4 separate regions of the Mus musculus genome follow, and regions 2, 3 and 4 are each linked to region 1. Evidence: chromatin contacts called from public HiChIP or PLAC-seq and promoter capture Hi-C data. All regions are on one chromosome and are shown on one strand. Each heading gives the region's core, a stretch centred on a gene start, on an enhancer-like site or on the middle of the called end of the contact. The rest is flanking DNA. Distances are from core to core; before and after follow the strand shown.

Region 1 (2,971 bases), core at 163-2,662:
CACCTTTAAGTCCCTCTGAAGGCTCCCCTTGCAGGGATATTGAGCCCTATGGGGCTTCAGGGTCGGGCAACAATACAATACAGGCAAGTGGTGGTACCGAAGCTGGTGGTCTCACATCTTTGCGGACCTGCACATCAGCATCTTTAGCCTATATCTGGCGAATTCACAGTCCTTGGAAAACCCATCTTTGGGAACGGGCCTAGGTTCTGGGGGGGGGGGGGGAACTATGTCCCCGTCCCAAGCCTTACTTGGTCCCATAAGCCCAGTCTTGCCTAGCTTGGAAATACAGGCTGCAGCCATTACTGCAGCTCAGCTCACGCCCAGGGAGCTCATCTTCCTCTTTTTTAAAGAGAAAATTTAACTCCTTCTTCACCACTCCTCTGGCACAGACATACAACTGCAATCACCCCCCTCTCTCCTCCGCCTCCCCCAGTGCTGAGTCTCCAAAGCTGCTCTCTCCCCTGTCCCCAGGTGGATGGCGCCCCTCCAGCTCATCCTCTCGGGTCCTCGGTACCTACTCTTGCAACTTCTGAGCCAAGTGGAGTCTCCCAACTCCCTTTATGGTGCCATGCTTTCGGGACCCCAACGCTAAGGCAGGCCCGGGACAGGTTCCGGGGAGGAGTCTGGACTAGAGCCAGGACCTCAGCTGACTCCTCTGCCTCTAGGGATACCTTCCCCCCGCCCCAAAGGGCCGCGGCTTCCGCGTCCAGCAAGGGTAGGCAGAGCCCTCGGGGTGGGGCTGGGCTGCTAGGGCACCCTGGCAACACGCTCCGGCCGCGCGTCCCGTGACCCTCCACGCGCGGAGCGGGATTGTCCGGGCACTTTCGCCCCGTCATGCCTCTTTGCGCCCGCCTCGGGGGCCTGTCAGCCTGCGGCGGGTTCCCGGTGCGTGGAGACATCTCCGTGCCGCCAGCTCCGGAACGCAAGCTCGGTTCCCCTGGTCCTCGCTACCCCGCCCCCAGCCCTGCCATCCTAGCCCAGGCCAGAGAACGGGTGGCACGCCAGTCGGTCCCCCAAGAACCGTGCTAGGCCCTAAGTGCCCGGAGCCGGCTCCTCCCTGCCCGGAACCCGGCGGTGCCGGGCCACGCCAGGCGCCGACCCCAGCTGCCTAGGGCGCGGCGCCGGCGACACATCTGCCCGCATACCGCGATCACGTTGACGAAGGTGGTCTTGCCCGAGTACTGCAGCCCCACCAGCGTGAGCTCCATTTCCTCCTTCCAGAACAGGGCCTTGAACCAGTCCAGCAGCTTGTTGAACAAAGCGATCATGGTCGCTGCCACCGGCCGCGCCCGGTGCCGGGTCCCCGCCGCCTTCGGTGCCCTCGCGCTGCGGCCCGGAGCGGCCCCTCCCCGGTGCGGCCGGGTCCCGCGGCTCGGTGCGGGCGGAGGCTGGAGCGCGGCGGCCGACGACGCGCTGCCCGAGGATCCGCTCGCCGATGGGTGTGGCCACGGCGCCTCCACCTCCTCCTCCGCCGCCGCCGCCCTCCCGCGGGCCGGGCCGCGTCCTGCTCGCACCCGAGCGCGCTCCAGTCTCGCGCGCGGCCTAGGCCAGCGCCCGCGGGCGGGGCGGCGGGGACCCGCGGCGGCCGGGAGGAGCGTGATGGCGCGCTTGCGGAGAAAGCTGTAATTTTATTTTTTCTGCTGCCCTCGTTTGCCCCGCCCTGACTGCACCGCTTTCTGGCTTGAACGGTGGTCGGTCCTGGGCGGGTGGTGTCCCGATTAAGCTAGGGTATTTCCAGGCCGAAGAACCGTGACATGAAGATCTCCAAGAAACGGTTTTGTTCCCTGAACCTTTGCCTCTGAGCATCTCTGGGTACCGAATTCCATCCCCCGAAATGCCATAGAGAGTAACAGCCGGATTTAGAGCCCTTAATACTCCATCTTGTTTTGTTAACCACAGTTTGCCAGGCTACTTGTCTGGGAAGCCCAAAGTGAGATCGACATTTGAACTTGATGCTTGTCTTCACTATAAAGAGACGGGCAAAATCAGGGCAAGGGATTCCCTGTGAGGAACGGCGGTAGCAAAGGAAAAAATGTATGCTATTTTGATACAAAGTTTTTGATAGTGGGTGGTGGAGAGTCTGCCAAGAAGTCCCCATCCTCCCTTGCAGGAGATAACAGCTCAGTCAACCGGCTGTGCCTTCCTGGTCTCAGGATTCCTAGGCAGCTGGGCTCTCTTTGGGGGTCGGTTTTCACCTGGAGGCTGTGATGAACTGTTAACATCAACTGTATGGATTAAACCTATTAAAGAACCAGACAGCCCTCAACATCTGGATCAGCCTATTCTGATTTACTAACATCTGTCTAATAAGTTCTTCTCTTCCTCCGTAGGTACATGCTATAGTCTGACATGTTTAAATTAAAGTTTAAGTTATCATACAAAGTAATAGATTTTCATTGCTTTACATTTCTGTGTCTTTCCCCCAGATTCATATATTGAAATCCCACTCCTCAAAGTGATGACCATATAAGGCGACTAGGTTATGAGGGGGGAGGCCTCCTAGCTAAGATTAGTGCCCTTATATAAGGAGAGAACAACAGAGGTGCCCAGAGCCTATACTCCTCCCATCTTGAGGCTACAAAGAGAAGGCTGTAATCTATTAGCCAAAAAGTGACTCCTAACCAGACCCTGAATCTACCCGTACCATGACAGATCACTTTCCCATTTTTCAAGCCATGAGCAACAACTTTCTGTTGTTTATAAGTTGTGGGGTGTGGGGTGCTTTGTTACAGCACCCTGAACAAGGTAGTGCCTCTGTGTCTCCCTTCCATTGATTACAGTTTTGTTACCATGTCCTTAGAAGTACTGGAAAAGAGTGTATCTTAGGGGTGAAGATCTAGTAGCCTGTTTCTGCTCCCGAGAGCCTTACTCTGTTGCTAGAGAGAGCCCCAGAGGCTTAAAATGATGGAAAGAAGAATTGGGTGGGCATCCAAGAGGTTATTTATTTATTTATTATGCTTTTCCAGAGCCT
Region 2 (2,971 bases), core at 330-2,829, 250 kb before region 1:
CTCTGGAAAGTGCTGTTGATCATTTGGGAAGGAATGAGAGTAAAAAAGTTAAAAGGTGATGGTTTTAGCTTTAAGGACTTTCAGAAATACCTAAGCCATACTTTGGCAGTTACTACCTCTATATCTAAAGTGATAGTAATTATTTCCTAGTTTGTTAAGAGCTATTCAATAATTCCTCAATTTGATATTTTAGAGTGATTGACTAAGCTCTTTGACAAGCTGAAGGCATTCAGTATTCTCTTTCTTGGTTTTGTTTTTGTTTTTGTTTTTCAAGACAGGGTTTCTCTGTAGCCCTGGCTGTCCTGGAACTCACTCTGTAGACCAGGCTGGCCTCGGAACTCAGAAATCTGCCTGCCTCTGCCTTCAGAGTGTTGGGATTAAAGGCGTGTGCCACCACGCCCCACGCATTCAGTATTCTTTTTTTTTAAAGATTTATTTATTTATTATATGTGTGTACACTGTAGCTGTCTTCAGACACTCCAGAAGAGGGCATCAGATTTTTGTTACGGATGGTTGTGAGCCACCATGTGGTTGCTGGGATTTGAACTCAGGACCTTTGGAAGAGCAGTCAGTGCTTTTAACCGCTGAGCCATCTAACCAGCCCCCGCATTCAGTATTCTTAAACAGTTCATGCTTAGCAGGAAGTAGTAATTCTTACACCAGTAGATTAGAATATCAAACAAAGTACAGCATATGAGAAAGCTGAACACACAGAATTACAGTGGCTCAGAGATAATTTGAGATTGCTGCAGACTGAGAGATCATAGAGAGTATGAAGGGAACGTGTTGACTTGTGATTTAAACAAAGCTCAGAGCTGACAAAGCAAGATATGAGTTCTGAGTCCGGATGTGTGCTTGAGCTTAGTAGCCATCAAAGATGTCTTGAATGTCAGCACTAGTTTCATGTGTATTTGGTGGACTGTGGACTTGTTTGTCAGGTTATTAATAGAGGGATAGCAGCTATAATTGATGTTCTAGTGTTGAGACAGTAATGGGAAGGAAGAGACGGTGAGAAGGATTTAGAAATGGACTAGTGCAGGTAAGCAGCCGTGAGGGCTTCGGTCTTAGAATAGTCCGAGGTAGAACTGAGAAATGGGTTCTGTATCATTTATTGCACATATGCCTTTACCATGTGGAATTGTTCTTTCTTTCAAATAAGTCATCTATGTTTATAGCATCCAATATTTGCTAGCGTTTGAGAAATAGAGTTGGGGCGGAGCAGGGGGAGAGGAACTTTTCATCATGCAGCCTGTAATTGCTCTTCCTCCTAGCATCTCCTTTCCTCTTGGGCCGGGCACTGTGGGCTGCCAGTCGCTTCACTGTCGCTATGTCCCCTGAACTGATTCAGCAGTTCCTACAGGCAACAGTCAGTGGTCTTCATGAGACACAGCCCCCATCAGTTCGCATCTCTGCTGTGAGAGCCATCTGGGGGTAAGTACACTGCTCTAGAATGCTAAGAACTGCTTGACGAGAAATGGCTCAGCTGGAGAACATCACCGATGTCCCATGCATTGTGTTGCCTAGAAATTTCTCCTAGACCTCTTCAGGAAGAATACTGGAGGAAAAGGAAAAGAAGCTCTACTGGTGACTCCAGAAGGCGGTCCCTTTGTTCCTTATTCCCTTTCAATTCAAAGAGCAGCCTCCTCTCTTCAGTGAAGGCACTTAACCCAAGGCTCTGAATAATTTGCATAATGTTGCATAATTGTGAAGGACATAAATCTAATTAGCAGCCACATCACTGTGTTGGTAGTCTGTGCAATAGAATCCAAATTTGGGGAGAATGTGGCATAGAAACAAGCTCATATCTCCCAGTTTCACTTCTCTTTTTCATAGGCAAAGACTAGAGGTTTCGTAGTCATTACTTAAGTTCATACTCGGACTAGGGGACACGTTGGTATTTGAAATTTTCAGTTCATAGTTTTATTTTATGTATATGAGTGGTTTTTTGAGCATGTCTGTGTTCCATGTGCATGTTTGGTGCTTACGGAGGTCAGAAGAGAATATCGCATCCCCTGAAACTGGAGTTATAGACAGTTGTAAGCCACCTTGTGAGTATAAGGAATTGAACCCAGGTCCTCAATAGGAACGAGTGCTTTTAACTGCTGAGCCCTCTCTCTAGGCCTGGACATTTCTAGTTTGAAGGCTATTTTAAGATCCAAATTTAAGCATCTCAATTGAATTCTATGCATGAGAATTACAGAATTCATGTTCCTACCGTATCTTGACATTTGAGACAATGAGAATCCATGCATTGAGGGGAGAGAGGAAAGGAGGGAGATCCTTCGGGGACATTGAGGAGTCACCCAGTCCGCCTGTGTGTATTGATTAGTGCTACAACCATGAACAGAGATCAATCTTTTCCTGCGCAATCTTGGTAGAGCCGATCTTTGGCTCTGAATAAATTTAAAATCTCATTGTGCTAAGAGAAACCAAGTACAGCTTTTCAGAGAGCTCTGAAACCACTCTTAAATGGCTGAGGAGGGAGGCATAACCTGCTTAACCACTTGCCTGTATTACTTCTGACCTTTGTAAAACCTGATTTTTTTTTTTATCTACATGCATTCATTAGTCCCTGAAGCATTAAACATCCCTTACATCAAATGTCAGTATAAGATTAAAAGCAGGAGCTGGAGAGGTGGCTCAGCAGATAAGAGAACATACTGTTCTTGAAGAGGAACCAAGTTTGATTCCTAGTACCCACAGCAGGCAGTTCACAACTACCTGTAACTCCAACTCCTGGAGACCTGAAACACCCAGACGTTTTCATACATGGACATGGATAGATAGATAGAGAGATAGATAATAGCAACAACAATGTTTTAAAGAAAAAAGTTTAAAGCCTTTGTCAACTAAATAAGAACAAAACCATTAAAACCTATGTATATCTTAATTAAAACTTTTTTTAAAATATAGGCCATGAGAAAAGTCATAATAAATGTAAAAACAGATTATTGGTAAAAGAACTATTCTA
Region 3 (2,971 bases), core at 197-2,696, 240 kb after region 1:
GAATTGGCTATACAGATAACTCCTTGAGACACTGCTTTCAAATCTTTTGATTTTTATGATTCAAACTCTCTTTTTGGATAGAACAGAAATGGTAATTGCAGGATGTTTGTTTGTTTTGTTTTGTTTTAAGGAACCACCATGCTGTTTCTATAGAGACTACAACATAGTAAACTAATTCAGTGGACTCAGGTTTAATTTTTTCACACCTGGAAAAAAATTTTATTTTTTTCCTTAATTTATCTATTTATTTATTTTTGAGACAGACTCTTGACTGTTCAACCTCACTTTCAGAACACACTCTTTAGACCAGGCTGCCCTGGAATTCAGAGATCTGCCTGTGGCTGCCTGCTGAGTGCTAGGATTAAAGACCTGTCAACTGTGGTATTGGTTTGCATTTCCATAATAATTGGTGATGCTAAGTACTTTCTCATGTTTTTTGGCCATTTTAAAACACAGAGACAAGTCTGTTAAAGTCTTCCCCCATTTTTAAAGTTAGATTGCTTTTGTTGAGTTTTAAATGTACCCTATATATCCTAGATAATGTCTTTATCAGGCACCTGGCTTTCAATTTTTCTCTCTGTTCTAAGGGCAGTCTGAGGTAACTAGCAGTGTCTTTTGGCGTTCCCTGACCCCTAAAAGGGACAGCACCTTTTCCATCAGGATTTATTGAAAGTAAGGCAAACACAGGATAAAAAAAATGCAGGAGTTAGGCTATACTAAACCTAGCTTCTGTCAGTAAGCACCTAGAGCTGGACTCTGTGAAGGGCTGGTTGTAGGCAAAACAGGTAGCCTGAGAGTTCTCCTGGGACACAACAGCAAGGTCAGCCTAAGAGCCGGCACTCAGTGGTGCTGACAGTTGGAGGCTATTCTGGGACCCGGAGGACTTTGTTTTGTAAGGCCTTGTGCTCCCAGATTAACTCTGGCTTTAGTCAACCCCAAGCCACTTCAGCCTTCGATCTAGAGAGCAGTGATAGGTACAGTAGAAAGAGCACAGTGCCCATATTATTGATAAAAGAGAGCACTTTCCATTAGAGCTTGTCTTTACTATATGTTGATTGTGAAAACCTTTATTTACCAAGCAACTTTTGGAATAGTTCTTTTGGACTAAGAATTAAGTACACACCTCTATTTCAGAGCTTAAAACAAAATTTTCTTTAGTGATATTCTCGTGCATCTTTAGGAATACAAGCTAAGAGGAAATGCACTTGAGTCACAGATTTGACTTGAAGCAAAGAAATTCCCCCGTTGTTATAACGGTTAACACCCAAAGCTGTTTAGCTTCCTTCCCAAGGAAAGGATTGAGCTCCTGCCTGGAGAATTCAGTATAGCTCTGGGTAGAGGCATGGGCAGAGATTTGCAGATGGGTGACTCTGCTCATGGACCATGCTGCAGTCATGAGTCAGCAGCACAGCTGCGGATGGAGTGGGCAGAGGACATCTAAATTTAGTCCTTACTCACTGGAGAAGATCTCAGGGAGCATCCTCTCCCTCCATACCCCAGTCATACCCTCCTGGGACCTGCAGGCGGGCGGAGCAGGGGCACTGCAGACCACGGTAGTCAGACTGCCGAGTCCTTAGCTCATCGATACAAGGCTTCTTTCCAGTTCAGTCGTACAACCCTGTATCCAAGAAGCCACGTACTCTGAAAATTAAGGAATTTCCTGAAATTAGACATACAAATTCCTATATCTGGCTAGTTTCCAGACATTTTTAAATCAAATTACTTTCCTTCCATAAGTACTAGTGAGAGCCATGGTGAGTGAGGATTAAATACATTTGGTGTGTGCGGCTGTTAAAGTATTGGCTTAAAAACAACACCAGGAAATGTTCCCAGCCCTCTGAGGTGGGTAGATTCCTGGCGCCTGGGATGAGTACACTGAACTTGTTAGGGTCCCTGTCCTGTCTGACTGCAGAAGCTGATGCTTTTAACCGCGTGTTGTCCTGCACTGTGTAGAGGAAGTGGAGTATGGTTTGCAGAATTGGGGTACTCTATCTAAAGTAATTCAGAGATTGTTGTTTTTGCCTAATCCCTATTCCAACTCTCTCTCTCGCTCACTCTCTTTCTCTCTTTCTCTCTCTCTCTCTGCACACATATGGTTGTAACATTTTAATTGAAGTATATGAAGAAAATTGAGTCTCACATGGATATATACTTGGAAACAGAAAGTGTATTTTAATAGACTGGTCAGTCAGTTATAGGTATTGTTCTTAGGTGGTTATTAAAATTTCCAGCAGCAATAATTTTGCTTTCTTTCTGGTTCTCATGTATCTGAAGTTAGCCTTGAACTTGCTGTGCAGCAAATGAGAATGATGAACTAATCCTCCTGCCTCTACCTCTCAAGTGCTGGGATTACAGATGTACACCACTTTGCATGGTCTCTGATGTCATAAACCATGGTGAAGAAGCTGCAGAGAAACGGTGTGCATGCTAGGCAGAAATTCTGCCAACTGAACTATAGCCCCAACATTGTTAGTTTGTTAAGTGTTGTTGGAAATGGAGACTGAAATTATATCAATGTACTGTCTTACTCTGTTGCATTAAAACCCATCAATCATCTGGGTATGGTGGCATATGGCATTGATCCTAGCAGTTGGGAATCATAGGCAGGTGGATTTCTGTGAGTTCAAGGCCAGCCAGGGCTACATAGTGAGACCCTGTCTACAAAACAAAACAATAGCAAAATCCATTAATCTAACTTATTCTTTGAATTAATTTTTTACCAATGCCTGATTTTCTAACACTATGTATTTAGTATTTGAAAACACAGGCTCATTGATTTATGTAGATCTTCTGAATATAAATATAGTTCATTATATACTATCAATTGATCCTATTTGTAGACCAGTGGTTCTCAACCTGTGGGTTTTAATCCTTTTGGGGATTGCGTATCAGATATCCTGCATATCAGATACTTATATTACAATTCATACAAAATTATAGTTATGAAGTAATAACAAAATAATTTTATGGT
Region 4 (2,971 bases), core at 128-2,627, 180 kb before region 1:
CTCTGTGTATCCCTGGCTGTCCTGGAACTAGCTTTGTAGACCAGGCTGACCTTGAACTCACAGAGATCTGCCTCACCCTGTCTCTCAAGTGCTGGGATCATGTACGCTCTGTGTATGTGTGTGTGTGTGTGTGTGTGTGTGTGTGTGTGTGTGTGTGTGTGTGTGTGTGTGTGTACAGTCTACCACGCTGGTTAGTTTATGTTAACTTGACACACAAGCTAGGGTTATCTGGGATCAGGGAACCTCAGTTGAAAAAATATCTTCATCAGATTGATCTGTGGGCAAGTCTGTGGGGTGATTTTCTTGACCAGTGGTGGATGTGGAAGGGCTCAGCACACTGTAGGTAGTGCCACCCCTGGGCAAGTGGTCCAGGGTTGTATACGTGGGTAAGCAGGGGAACAGGCCTTGGAAAGCAAGCCCGTGAGTGGCATCCCTCCACGGTGTCTGCTTCAGTTCCTGCCACCAGGTTCCCACCCTGCTTGAGTTTTCACCGTGGCTTCCGTTAAGGATGGACCGTGAACGGACTGTGACCCAGACGTGTGAACCAAATAAACCCTTTCCTCCCCAGGTTGCTTTTCGTCATGGTCCAAAGACCATTGTCTGCAACAATAGAAAGCAAAGTACACTATCTATCCTGACTGTGAGAATGAATGTAATCTGTGGTGACAAGGACAGTCTCTATGCTGTTCACCCTGTCCTAGCATTTAGAAAATGCCCAACATAATAGAATAGATATTTGACACATTAGTGATTTAGTAGACTCCTCCTTGTCCTTATAAGCATAAAATGTGATTTGTGAATTCTGTGTATAAAGGCAGTAAAGAGCCTGGCGTATGGATCAGACAAAGCCTAGGTTTAAAATGTGTGAGGCTCTGGGTGCTATCCATCCTTAGCACTGACAGAGCAAGCAGTGGCGAAGAGAGGGATGCACATGTGGTAAGCAGGGGGATGAGTGGGCTGAGGAGGACCAAAGGGAAGGCAAGAAACAAACATCCATGAGCCTTCAGTACCAGGTTTCCAACCCAGCACATGCCTTGGAGCCTTTGCAGGTTATTGAGCCTAACCACTCCCCAGGACCAGGCACTTCAGCTTCCATTTGACAGATACTCTGGTGCGTACAGTGATTTGTCCAAACCATACAATCAGCACAGTAGGCTGGGAGTCCAGGTCTGCTTGGACTCTGGCGATTCCAACCTGTCGATTCTATACATGCAGCACCCATAGTACCTCCTGGAGCCCTGCTCCAAGACCAGTGCACCTCAGTGCAGGAGACAGGCATTTTGCATTCTGCTGTCCCTGCCCCCTGCTCTGGAGTCAGGGCTGATGAGATAGCCAGAGCCTAGGGATCCTGAACAGGGAAGAAGTGAGGGCAGGAGAGGGTGGAGCGTGGAGCAGGAGGCCTTTCTATTCCTAGCTGTTTGTAAACAGTGTCCTGACGACCTGGCCTGGCCTGTGCAGTGGACCCCAGACATAGCTGAAGCCAAAATTCCCAAAGCAGCCCTGGCTTTTCTGAGATCATGCTAGGTTGGAGCATGGCTGACAAGGAGAGTTCTCCATGCCTAAACAGCCCCTCGGCTTTCTCTTTCCCGCTAGTTCTCAGAACCAGTAAACTAGCATGGGTCCCTGGGTCTGGGATGAGAAGGAGGTGAGATAAAGGTAGTTCTGTCAGGTGACTGGAGCCAGGCAGTAATCGAAGACAAACAATCCTCGCCTCCTTCCCTAAATTACTTCCTTGCTTTTCTCCTTTCCCCTCACCCTCTTGTCATTACCTCATTCCTGCAGACAGAATGTTTTCAGCCTTGTGAGGTTGTTTTTTTTTTTTAAATGTCGTTTTGGCATCTGCATAGGTACAAAGCCTGAAGAATTTAGAGTGAAGAAAGTCTCTCTCCTGGTGAACTAAACTCTCAATACTTGATCCTGTTTAATCCTCCAATAACCCTTCCAGGCTGATTTTTATCATTCCTACTTGACAAGTAACGGAGCTGAAGAAGCTAAGCCGATGAGACGGGGTTGGTAATGCCCTTGGCATCCGCACATGATAAATAAGTCAATGTTCTCTCTCTCACCTAAGGCACTCAGCTTCACTGGCACTTCGAGGGACAGAAGCAGAACCCAAATCTGCACCTAGCTGAGTCCAGGTACCTATGGTTTTCTAGCTCCTGCCTGGCCCGGCTGCAGAGAAGCCCTGAGCAGGGACGGATACCCTGACTGTCAACCACCTCTTTCTGCTGCTTATGCCTAGTGTGGTTCAATAAGCACAATACAACCAACTTGGACCTTACCCTATGAATAAGGATATTCCTGTTTATCCAACTTGGCAAGCACAGTTTCTTGCTCCCTCTACCTCTATGCCTTGTGGCCCTTCTTGTTTTGACTACACACACACACACACACACACACACACACACACACTCACGCGCACACACACACACACACTCACGCGCATGTGCGCGTGTTCTTGTGCCCTGCAAATCTTTCTCAGTACCTGCCACTCAAGGCTTGCCTATTCTGAGTCAGCTGTGGAAATGCTGGCATGAGCTGACACCATAATTCCACAGTCTCCTGGAGGAAGGAGAGAGACTGGGAGTGCAGATAGGCTAGATGAAAGCTTTTCTTCCTCATTTTATCCACGTCTGGGGACCATGAAGTCCTTGAAGCCCTGGTGCTTCCAACTCTCTGTGTTGCTGGCCGCTGCCTTTCTTGATCAGTAGCACTCAGACTGCTTTGAACCCCCCCCCCCCACGTTCCTCTCTTTGTAAATCTTCCTCACTCCTGTCCATCATTCCTCTGGCTTGCCCACCTCTCATGTTTCCTATCCTGCCAAGCTCTCAAGTTCGCAGACTTGTTGTTCCAAGAAGGGGCAAGCATCAGAAGCCATGCTACCAATGGGATCCAGGTTTTTTTGTTTGTCTTGTATTTTGGTTTTTGTTTGTTTGTTCGAGATAGGGGTTCTCTGTGCATCTTTTTCTGT

Evidence for each region. Promoter capture Hi-C pulls out the DNA fragments that hold promoters and counts their contacts. HiChIP or PLAC-seq counts read pairs in DNA pulled down with a chosen protein or histone mark.
Region 2: an H3K4me3 HiChIP or PLAC-seq map of bone marrow-derived macrophages shows a contact between it and region 1, with 4 times the contacts expected there. The contact joins the enhancer-like site here to the promoter of Arl8a in region 1. A contact is called at or near these places in 1 of 39 promoter capture datasets (the SN4741 cell line), 15 of 115 datasets of contacts at active chromatin or transcription factors (the 230-238 cell line, bone marrow-derived macrophages, craniofacial prominence and 7 more) and 4 of 9 other capture datasets (adipose tissue, embryonic stem cells, liver and 1 more).
Region 3: a promoter capture Hi-C map of hippocampal neurons shows a contact between it and region 1, with 4 times the contacts expected there. The contact joins the enhancer-like site here to the promoter of Arl8a in region 1. A contact is called at or near these places in 1 of 39 promoter capture datasets (hippocampal neurons), 1 of 115 datasets of contacts at active chromatin or transcription factors (large pre-B cells) and 2 of 9 other capture datasets (liver and pancreatic islet).
Region 4: a contact with region 1 is called in an H3K27ac HiChIP or PLAC-seq map of extraembryonic endoderm stem cells. The contact joins the enhancer-like site here to the promoter of Arl8a in region 1. A contact is called at or near these places in 8 of 39 promoter capture datasets (the SN4741 cell line, cranial neural crest, hematopoietic stem and progenitor cells and 4 more), 13 of 115 datasets of contacts at active chromatin or transcription factors (SST interneurons, bone marrow-derived macrophages, embryonic basal ganglia and 7 more) and 2 of 9 other capture datasets (adipose tissue and liver).

The regions. Positions count from the first base shown.
Region 1 is chr1:135,145,275-135,148,245 of GRCm38.p6, reverse strand. Arl8a (ADP-ribosylation factor-like 8A) reads right to left here and starts at 1,412. Exons shown (of 7, transcript NM_026823.2): 1 at 1,146-1,412. The coding sequence starts at 1,268. It overlaps Ptpn7 (protein tyrosine phosphatase, non-receptor type 7), which reads right to left. Exons shown (of 10, transcript NM_177081.4): 10 at 2,920-2,971.
Region 2 is chr1:135,398,504-135,401,474 of GRCm38.p6, reverse strand. Ipo9 (importin 9) reads left to right here. Exons shown (of 24, transcript NM_153774.1): 14 at 1,272-1,431. Among named protein-coding and RNA genes, the nearest start is that of Shisa4, 25 kb to the right of the region's middle. Within about 2 kb of position 1,579, at least 15 of the 459 cell types and tissues checked have an H3K27ac peak or open chromatin away from gene starts, as enhancers often do. A contact at or near this core is called in bone marrow-derived macrophages, where this site is marked.
Region 3 is chr1:134,908,121-134,911,091 of GRCm38.p6, reverse strand. The region is part of intron 1 of Ppp1r12b (protein phosphatase 1, regulatory subunit 12B); the gene reads left to right. Among named protein-coding and RNA genes, the nearest start is that of Gm51265, 37 kb to the left of the region's middle. Within about 2 kb of position 1,446, at least 96 of the 459 cell types and tissues checked have an H3K27ac peak or open chromatin away from gene starts, as enhancers often do. A contact at or near this core is called in hippocampal neurons, where this site is marked.
Region 4 is chr1:135,329,762-135,332,732 of GRCm38.p6, reverse strand. All of the region lies in intron 1 of Lmod1 (leiomodin 1 (smooth muscle)), which reads right to left. Among named protein-coding and RNA genes, the nearest start is that of Lmod1, 6.4 kb to the right of the region's middle. Within about 2 kb of position 1,377, at least 9 of the 459 cell types and tissues checked have an H3K27ac peak or open chromatin away from gene starts, as enhancers often do. A contact at or near this core is called in extraembryonic endoderm stem cells, where this site is marked.